Linked DNA regions of Thunnus thynnus: region 1 is linked to region 2. Evidence: chromatin contacts called from public Hi-C data. All regions are on one chromosome and are shown on one strand. Each heading gives the region's core, a stretch centred on a gene start, on an enhancer-like site or on the middle of the called end of the contact. The rest is flanking DNA. Distances are from core to core; before and after follow the strand shown.

What was found. A called contact is a pair of places that touch in the nucleus more often than the background predicts.
Region 1: a Hi-C map of muscle shows a contact between it and region 2, with 9 times the contacts expected there. The contact joins the promoter of khdrbs1b here to the promoter of kpna6 in region 2. A contact is called at or near these places in 2 of 3 Hi-C or Micro-C datasets (heart and muscle).

Annotation. Positions count from the first base shown.
Region 1 is chr15:24,545,151-24,550,403 of fThuThy2.1, forward strand. It overlaps khdrbs1b (KH domain containing, RNA binding, signal transduction associated 1b), which reads right to left and starts at 3,452. Exons shown (of 12, transcript XR_010931546.1): 1 at 3,024-3,452; 2 at 521-642.
Region 2 is chr15:24,258,465-24,263,895 of fThuThy2.1, forward strand. kpna6 (karyopherin alpha 6 (importin alpha 7)) reads right to left here and starts at 1,643. Exons shown (of 14, transcript XM_067611487.1): 1 at 1,498-1,643. The coding sequence starts at 1,501.

The DNA.
Region 1 (5,253 bases), core at 2,202-4,701, 290 kb after region 2:
GTGTTCTTGGGAGTTTCACAGAACAGGTGCGTCTTGTTTTGAACACCCTATCTCTACCATCATAAGCATAAAATCAATGTAGTCATACGTCTGAGCCAGATATAGATTGTATTGACATGGATGAATACACCCGAGGTTACATGATAAAGAACTCGCTCCGAATGGAAACATTTACTGAGCACAAACAGAGGAGAGGATCCAATCTACTGAGCACAGTTTGTATTACACAGAAATATATAGAGAGAGCTATCCTGACTAGAGTAATATTAACATTTTGATCCTTTTAGTGATATTTTAAAACATGCCAGTATCAGCTGTAATTATACTCTGGAGCTTAAAGATCAAGGTTGAGAGGAGTAATTTGAGACTCCTAAGTAACCCCATGGCTTTGTGTAATTGAAACCCGGCTGCAGGATAAATTAAATCAAGAGGGGTTCACAGTGGGAAAAAAAAAAAAAGAGGACAGAAGAAAAAAGGGGGAAGGGGGAAAAGAAAGAAACCAGGGGCAAAGACAGCTCACCTTCGGGTACTGTTTAACAGGTATGAGTACGCGTTCCTTAAGTTTGATGTTCTTTGTTGTGAAAAGGTCCAGGTATGTTTCTGCCTCCTTTTGAGTCTCGCCTTTCTGGATTCTATCAATTTCTAGAAGGGAAGAGGCATCGTTTCAGGCAGCGTTCATGCAGTCAAACAGAATTCAAAGAAGCACATCTCGGTCATGAGGAGAATTAGGTGCGCTTGCTTACATTGCTAAGTAAGCATGGATGTGGAGATCTGCAGGTCAAAACTATCTCGATGTCTCGGTTCAAATAAAGCGAAATTTAGTCGGAAAGGTTTTTTTTAAATGACAGGATTTCATTGTGAGGCGGGTTTTAACAACATGCTTTTGAAATTGAATCCTGGATGTCTAAAAACATTCACTTTTCAACCAATTTGAAACCTTTTGACTGACAAATCACCAAATCAGTGTTTACTGATTGCCACACAATGGTGCACCCCAATGAATACGAGAGTACAGATGTGTTGCATTTAGCGCCTGCTGCGATCTTGTCAATATTACAGATAGATCCGCAACAATTACTTGATTAGGCGATAACTCAATAGACAGGAGATAATCAGCAGCTATTTTGATAATCAGTTAATCGTTTCAGTCAGTTTTTCCAAGCAGAAACTCCTCACATTCTCTGGTTACAGCTTCTCCAATTGCTACTTTTCTTTGTTTTATGAGTTGGACTGTTGATCAAGCATAACAAGACATTTTTATTCTAACAATTATCTTGAAGCTGATCGTTAAATCGCAGCTCAAATCCTCAACCTTTCAAAACACAAATGGGAAAAAAACCACACAGTTATATTACAACTGTACTACACCTTCTGTCCCTTATTCCAAGTGGCACAGCACCCACAGCACCTATCACTTCTCAAAACACCTCCTCACTCCCGGCCATGACAACTCCTGAGTCTACGATGTGCAAACATGTCAGATTCAAACCCAGTCTAGATGTTGAACCTGCAGCACACACTGACACACTTGGTCTTTCTGGATCATTCTCACCTTCATTTTCAGAGATGTAGCCTAGATTTTGGCACAACCTGTCAGGCGAAGACACCGACTTATTCGTGATATCGGCATCGGGAGACGTACCCGAGACACTTGACCGGAGCAGCGAATAAAAACCAGCTCACAGTAAATGATTCACAGCCACTAGGAGAGCACATGGGCGACAAAGCCTCAAAACAAAATAACCGCTAAACTAACAATCCTTCAGTTTACCCAGCTATAGCAGTCAACAGCCAGCTTATTATATCCTGTCTATAGTATCAGTCTAACAGCCCTGTAAGGACTTGTGGACTCTTGGTGACACTGTGATACTTTTTAGCACATCATTCCACAGAATTACTACATTATATAGAGGTCATTTCTGTCAGGCTGGGCCATATGGATAAAATCAAATATAATATCTTTTACCAAATACCTCGATATCGATATTAAGACAATATTGTAGAGACAACTATTGGTGCGTTCACAAAATATTTACACAATCGGATTTTTGATAAATCATCAGTAAAGACAAATAACAGAACAGCTGGAACAGGTGAGTTCAGAATAATTACATCTCTTTACTGTAATGTAGCCTTTAAACCAATGAAAAGACAACACTTATGCCATATCATGATATTACAATACCCACAATCTGAGATGATATCTAGTCTCATATCACAAAATCAATATAACAACAGTGCTGTGCCTCGAAAACTAAAAAGGTGAACAACAGGATAAGGCCGACTGACACCATGTTTTCAGAGCTCGCTGATGAACACAGGTTAAACATTATACCAGAGGTAGTCGTGTCTTTTTGTCCCTTCTCAAGCTCAGCTACAGGACAGCAGAGCCCTGCAGCTGTCATGTCTGCGGTCTCATGCTCAAGGACACTTCGGCAGCGGCCGACAGAGAGCGGGACCTGCGGGTCTCCGTCACCGCTGGCACACCGCCTCTTCACCCGGCTTTTACAGCACTGAGGTGACCCCAGTCACGGTTACTGGCGCACATTTATAGGCTGCTGCGCAACGCAGCTGCCAGACAATGAGCTCAACAGGGGCTCGGCAGCGAAAACAAACGACCAGTAGAACAACAACAACAACAACAAAAGAGTCAGAGTTTAAACTCGACTCGTCGCAGGTGCTCGAGGGGAAGCGGAAATCATTGAGAAAACGGTTTGAAAGCGTGTCTCCTCCTGTGGTGTTGTGATAGCTTTCGGCTATTTCCAATATCAGAGTTATTAGCTTCTACATGCATCACATGAGCTCCACATACCCGTGACTGAGATGTGAGCGAACTGTGTTGCGGTGTAACGGGGCAGTCCGTCCCGTCCGCAAACACATGGCGCTCACAGCGTGGAGGTGTGCGGGTTTTTTTTAGTTTTTTTTTTTAAGGTGCGTTCATGAGCCGTATGTGGCCCCTCTGTAACTCACTGCGTGTACCGCGTTCACTGAGTGAAAATAAACCGCAAGTCAGCTCACTTTACCTGCGTTTAAAAGTTTCATGGCGTGCGTAAACGATGAGTCCAGGCTGTCCTTCTCCGCCAGCAGCTCGGGGAGGTATTTGTCGCCGTTCTCCATTTTGAGTTTAGAGGGAGGGGGGCAGTCAGTTTCGGTGCAACAAAAAAGCTTGAAAAAAAACCCCAACAATAATAGAAAAAAAGTAGTCCAGTTATGTAACTACGGAGTGCCGCGTATCCTCTGTGCAGACGGCGCTTTGCATGTGGCTACCGGGCGTTTCTGCGACGGACGGCTCCGCTACTTTGCGTCTATGTGGTTTCCCGGCCGGTGGGTTCCGTCTTTTCAGCAGCGCTGGCTAGATGGAAATGGGAGAACAAAAGCGGTGAGAGACTGGAAGAATAGCGATCCGACTCAAGCAGACGGAAGTGAGCTCAGAAGGACGTATTTCTCGAGACTGACGCCGCCTACTGCGTGCTGAGTGAATGTGCCTCCAGTAGCGATAATCCCGCTATCACATTTTCAGTATTGGTCTGGGTGTGCCTGCTGTACGGAGTGTGGCACTATTAAAATAAAAAAACGTCTAGACCAGTGGTTCTCAAAGTGGGGTCTGGGGACCCCCAGGGGTCCTTGAGGGGGTTCCAGGGGGTCCCCATCAAAAAGGGGAATAATTTATTTTCACTATAATTCCATCCATAAGTAACACAATGACAGAATGAATGACTGTTCATGGGTTTCATACACTTTCTGTAATTAAACATTTAAAAGCAAAAATCTTATCAGATGGGGGACCCTGGGACAAAATCTTATCAAATGTGGATCCGTGGTCTGATTTGTGTCAGTTTAGGGGTCCTTGATGTGAAAAAGTTTGAGAACCCCTCTTTCTGAGTCTGGACTACTCAGAAGGTATTGAAGTTCCCTACAATTGGATTCTGAAACCTCACAAGGCAACTTTCTACTAAATGTATATTTAAAGGTAGGCTATAGTCTGTGTCTGTGGTGCTCAAAGTTAATTTATCAATGATCATATGGAAAATATGTCACTTTATCACTATAGGCACTTAGCCGATATATATCCTTTGATGTAGTGTTTTATAGAATTAGAGGCTTTAAGGCAATCAACAAGTTATAGACAGGTCAATTGGAAGGGAATGTCCATTATTTATCTTTTTTAATGCTTTTCTCTTTTATAAGATTACCTTTAACTATAATATGACCTATATAACTCCTGGAATCAGTTCCAGCAGGTGAAGCTTTTGTATGTTTAACTGTATCACCACAAACACCTTAATCTTCATTACAGTGACCTTTAATTTGTTAATTACAAAGAGATTACAGCATATTCTCCAAAAAAACAATCACTTGAAGATAATATGACAGAGTAAGGAGAGTATAAAATAGATAGATTGAGAGACAGACAGACAGATAGATAGATAGTGTAGTGTCACCAAGTCACGTCAATCACAAATGACACAAAGGAGGTTCTGCAAGAAAATAAAATATACCTCAAGCTATTCATAATAGAAAATCAAATAGATTAAGTCTGAGAATAGGAATGATATGTCTGAATTTTTATGTACTGCAGTGTAAGACATTTCTCACCAAGTGTATATGAATTGATGTGAATAGCATATTGATAGATGATGACACATCTTCTGTATAATTTGTTAATATAATTTCAGCTCATATATACAGGTTGCCCTGAAGATGTGGCAGTTTCATTCCAGGCTCTCTACTGCCCCTTAGTGCCAGAGCTGATCATGACAGAGAGTGGGCCACAAGCTGCTGGAACTGGGTCTATCAGAAGAAACCTTTTCTTAGTCTAATCCCCTCCTTTTCCTCTCCACTTCTATTGATTCAAAAACACTTAAGGGGGGATCTGTGCAAGTGAAAAGCGCAGTGAGGAGAATGTCTGGAACAGACCTCTCAAGGATTGATTTCTCTGATTCAGATGGTGGTAATGAACCTGTCATGACATTGAGTGGAGCGCAATAGGTCAGAGGTTAGATTTGGTCTAATGCATACAAAACAAGACTGGGCTATTCCCTGTGTATTGGGTCTTTAAGAATATACAGTAACATGCATTATCTGCAGGCGGATGCTCTTTGAACAAACAGCAAAAACTGCAGGTCATTTGTCAGTCCGCTGTCAGAGTGAAAACTATTACGATCGACCGCAGGTGTACCCAGGCATGCATCTGCTCAAAACAAATGAAGGCAAAAATTGTCTGCAATAAACACTTATGGGAGGCCGAAGACC
Region 2 (5,431 bases), core at 393-2,892:
ATTCTGATGTTTTGAATTAGCTGCTACTGAGATTTCTGCAACTGCACAGAAACAACAGGGATGCAAATCCTCCGTTGTCTCAGCAGCAGATATATCAAAACCTCTACAAACTATTAGCATGGCTACATAGTATCAGTTCTTGTGCAATTTTGGAGAACCAACCCTTTAATTTAGCCTGATAAAGTGAAGCAGAACCACCTGCTCTGGTGACAAATCAAACACCAAGGATGGTTCAAGTAAGGACACTTTTCCAATATTAAAAAAACTAATTAAGCCTGAGGGAGGAACAGGACTCCTGTTACTTTACTAAAATATAATGACTAGAAGGTTGTGGCCCAGCTTTATTTCTGTGTGCAATATTTCCATTGGACACCACAATGAAGCAGGATGGTATTTACTTGATTAAATATTAAAGACTGCCCCTGCCCCTATTTCATTGGTCGTTTCAAATATATCACTTACCAGTAGGGTTATTGTCAATTACAAATGCTGAGGAAAAAAAAAAAAACAAGCATGACTCTGTACGCGAATAGTCTGGAAAATTTGGGGACTCCTAGTGTCACATGTGCGGTCTGACATGTCAATACATTGCTTACTGGTGCTAGCAAGCTGTCCAAAATGTTCAATGTAATCCCATAGCTCACTGATTTCCACTTCATCGTCAAACTACTCTAATTAAGAACAATTAATTCAATATAATCGTGTCATCCCTAACATGTAATTCTGCGCGTTTGAAGGAAAGGGCTGACTGACAGAGCTAACGTAGCTAACATTAGCGCTAGCACCCAAATTAGTGACTAATAAATATGACTATTCACGTGTGTCACTTCCTAAGCGATGACTTAAAACCTTTTCTTAGTTGTTGAAAGTCCCTTACTAGTTGTAATTGTCGCACACACAAAATACTACCGAACAAACAGCTACATGACGTTTGAAATCTCTTGATAGCGGTAACTTTGCTAACATTACCGCTATCAACACTTACGTACTATAGGTTAATGAACAACGGGAGTCGGAGTGACAGGCGAATGTAACGTTATATTTGCCAACAAGAAAGCCAATATTTTGATATAATAGATAATAACTTAAGACTTTAGTTGTACGTGTGTGTCTCCCCACCTATCATAAGAAAGACGGCACGGCGCGGTGCTAACAGTTAGCTATTAGCCTAACGTTAGTTTCCTTAAGTTTGCTAACAGATGGCGCTGGTTATTTTCTCGGGTTGGAATTATGTTAGTAGTTACACCTTGCATGACATCTGATAATAGATGAAACATTGTCATAACACTGCGCAGTTTTATATGCCGCAAGTGAATTAGCAACTTACAAAGCGCTACTAAAGCTACGCAGCAAAGTTAAGTAGCAACCTAGCAGCTAACGAGCTAACGAGCTAAAAAACAGTGACATGATTTCATAACCATCACTCCCGGCGACATGGCACAACCTTTAACGATCTGAACGTAACATTTGTACTCTTGATTTACGGAACAAGCTTACCCATTGTGTCCTATATGGTTTGAGAGTATCACGTCGTGTAGATATGAGTCAATTTTAAATCCTTTCTCTCTTCTAGCTTTCCAGAATTTGCTCTTGTAAGCAATATGTCGGCCGGGAGACGGAAACGTCAAAATATAACGCCGACTTCCTGCCACCAGAGGCCGCACCAGCTTCACAAAACACTCGCCTCACAGTTAGACACCTAAAATACCAACTATATGTTAATAATCAACTTAAGGCTGGACTTATTTAATTCTCAAAAAGTTACACTGGTCAGTCATGTTAACCTCTTACCAGGCAAACCATTTTTGTGCACAAACCTGAAAATAATGTGCCCAAGATAAGAAGGTTACTTTTCTTCAACCCCTTTGATTTAGTCATAACCCTGGTCTTGTTTAAAAGGTAAATTTTTAAATTTCATAACCAAAAAGCCTGAATGAGTATAAGTGATCCTGAAAATAATGCCACCAAGGCTAAAGTGTTCCACGGTTGGGATTGTGTCGCTTAACAGGTAAAGCTGAACTGTCCCAGTTTATCCATAAAGTACCATACCAGTTATTAGGGGAGGGCAAGAGGACACATGACTTTTTGTTTACATGTTGCAGTCTTCTTCCAAAAGTCACTGTTTCTCAATGCTGTCCCCATTTTGCATACCCTCTGGCATGGTTCAGATACCTCTCTGTCTTGGATCTGCATGTGTCACTCTGGCTTTGAAATGGTGTGTGTTTGTGTGGTTTTGTGTGTGTGTGTGTGTGTGTGTGTGTGTGTGTGTGTGTGTGTGTGTGTGTGTGCGCAGTCAAGGCTCCCCAGTGTTTTTATCAAATTGAACGTGACACAATAATACAGGTGAGGGGTATCCATGGTCAATTTGCTGGGAGCAGGTAGTGGTAAATTACTGCACTATAGTGTGATACAGCATTGTCCTCTGACATGGGCCCCCTGAGGAGGCCTGAAGAGATACACCAGAAAAATACTTTAGGGGGCAATGTTGTACAAATAAAATGGCAGCAACGGGTCATGCACTGCTGTCAGGCTGACTCTTTCCCCTATTAGAAAGGGTGTTGGAGGTCAAGTCAACTGTAGCACAACTGAGATACTTTCCCATGATTACAATTTCTTAGCAGACAAGAACAAATATTGTTCATAGATCCAGGCTCTCGCAGAGTAGCCACAGGCTCTGGGTCGAGCTTCACTCAGCCAAGCCATGAGGGCTGAGAATTCACAGCCTTCAGCAGGTGTGCTGGCACAGAGATGAATCAAAAGACTGCTTTCTGGAGAGCAGCTCTCCACTGGTATCAAATAACACAAACACACAGGACCAATTTGTGCTACGGAGGCAGCATTCAAATGCTCTCAGATCCAGTCCGCAGGGCTGTAGCTGGGGCTCATCGAGTCCGATTTCACAGGGCCTCCTTTGTGAGTTCTTTGCCTTTCTCATTTCTAGGCCTGCTGAAGCACATCATACAACAGCCTACACTTTGCAGAGAAGCAAAGGCTATTCATTAGTTAATGCCATACAGTAAAGACTGCCTGTGTAATGGAATCATAAGAGCAAAGCAAGGCACATAACTGAAGGGTTTTAAACTGAAGTATATAAGGAACAATCCATTCTGCTGTAGTCTCCCGCTCACTGTTAGCTCATAATGAAGCTATAATAAACACTACAATCAATACCCACTTTTCCCATCCACATTCAAACTGCTGTAAATTAAAGAGAAAAAAGATCAAAATTAACAAACAGGAAGACCTCTCCTGCCGACCTCATTAGTGGCCATTGCTCGTCCAGGTTGAGTCAGCAATACTGAGAAACCGCACTGCATTTTCAACAAGCAAATTAACAACGCCGCTACAGCATGGTGAGAGCTACAACTAGGTGTTGATTAAGTGCGATTTCATCAAAATGAGTTTTTAGTTTCGTCTGAAAAGAAGATGCAGTGTTTGTTAATTGTATTTCCACTGCAGGAACCTTCTCTATGACCAGATTTTGAAGGAATTAAAAGAGCTTTATTCAGAGATCTGCACATCTCTGTACTGTATGCTGAATGATTGAATGACTGATGGCATAAATCCTTTTCACTTGTAAGGAGACTTCTTTATCTAGCGGAGAGGTTTCATAGGCAAATGTCTGCCCTGTTTTGCATCATGCTCCTGGCAGCCTATCCATGATGAAACATCACACAGGTCTCTGATCTCTGCAGGTGGAAACCACAGCAACAAAAAATGTGACACAGACAAAAATAATATGTACCACATAAGGAGGCTAATAACATCAAAGAGCATGTTTGCAGAGTAAAAACTCAATTATAAAGCGTCAAAAGCAGTTTGTTTTTGATTGTGCTTATTTGATTGTGCAAATATACCCAGTTTAAATGGCTCCTTAATTCAATTACACCAAATATGATAATAAGGCTAGTTTGCTGAAATGCGAGAATGTGGTCGGGCCGCCTCTGGGAGAGAGAACATCTGCAAGGCTCTGTGCTGAACGCTTTGTGTGAGAGTAATAAAGGGTGAGAGAGATAACGCCATGGGGAGGATAGTGTGTGTGGAGAGAGCAGTGTAACAGTGCATGTGGGGTGTGAATGGAAGAGAGGATATACTGTATGTCTTCATAATATAGTGTTGAAAATCCATTCAGCACTGTCCATTCCTTACTTTTTTATCTGACGACTGTGGCCTCCTCTCTCTCTCTCTCTCTCTCCGTCTCTCTGTCTCCCTCTCGCTTACTGACATCTACCAGGTGGTGGAGCAGATAAGTAAGATGCTGAGTAGGTAATTTTAGAATATTCTAGCGGATCATTCGATCATTTTTTTGCGTGTGAGCGGGAGATTTGTGGGAACCATTTGAATACTAATGTGTAATATTCACCTCGCAGGATAAAACACTCGGAGAGACAAATCTGTAACCAGGGATTGAAGGCACCGACTAAAAATGACATTGTTATTGAGCAAATATGACAACCACTTTTCAGTTGAGACGAGTAGAACTGTGTAGGTCTCAATTTATCTCTAAGTGTCTGTCTGGGTTGTCCTGGTGTGATGATCCATCTGTCTTAATCCAGTCAGACCTCTCAGGTCGTCTAAAGCACTGGTTCTCATAATTTCTGGGGGTTGCCAGATGGTCGTGGAGAAAAAAATAACAAAAACATAACATAACATAACATGACATATAACATATTTTAGACTGGGGGATAGGTTTGACATCGCCTGTACCTGTGATATAATTTGCCTTAGAATAGATTTAAGTGTGTTTGTGAGAGTCAAAGTGTGCGTGCACGAGTTCTGATTGGACACACACAAAAAAAACTTTTTCATGTTGGTGCTTTTGTGCCATAGTATTGTGCTTAACCAAGCAGCTATAGCCAGTTTTGCTAGCTATCACATTGAATGACTATGGCACGATGGCTTCTCAAAAAAAGTATTCCAACTCAAGACTCGGGCCAACAGGTGAGTCACCTGAAAGTCTGACAGCAGCACTATCAACTGTGAAACACAAGATGCCGGCGGTTCCAACAGAGCCCCAAGCTCCCAACACGCTTTGGAAATGTCACCCTGACTTTCTGCAATATAGATTTATGTGCATAGCCAAAATCAACAGGGAATACCCACAGTGTGTTATTTGTTCAGAAGCGCTTGCACATGAAAGCTTAAAACCAGATAAACTTAAGAGACATTCGGAAACAAAACACACCTCTCACACCAAGAAACCCTTAGAGTTTTTTTGAGGTAAGGAAGGAATACTACGGAGCCAAAAGACAGTGGTGATGGGTACACTACAGTCCCTGCTAAGGCCCTGCCAGCTTGATATGAAGTGACATATCTGGTGGCTCAATTGAAAAAGCCCCACACTATTGCTGAGAGCCTCATCCGCCCAGCAGCCATTCCAATGACAAGAGCTATGCATGGTGAGAAAATAGCTAGCACAGACTATTCCGCT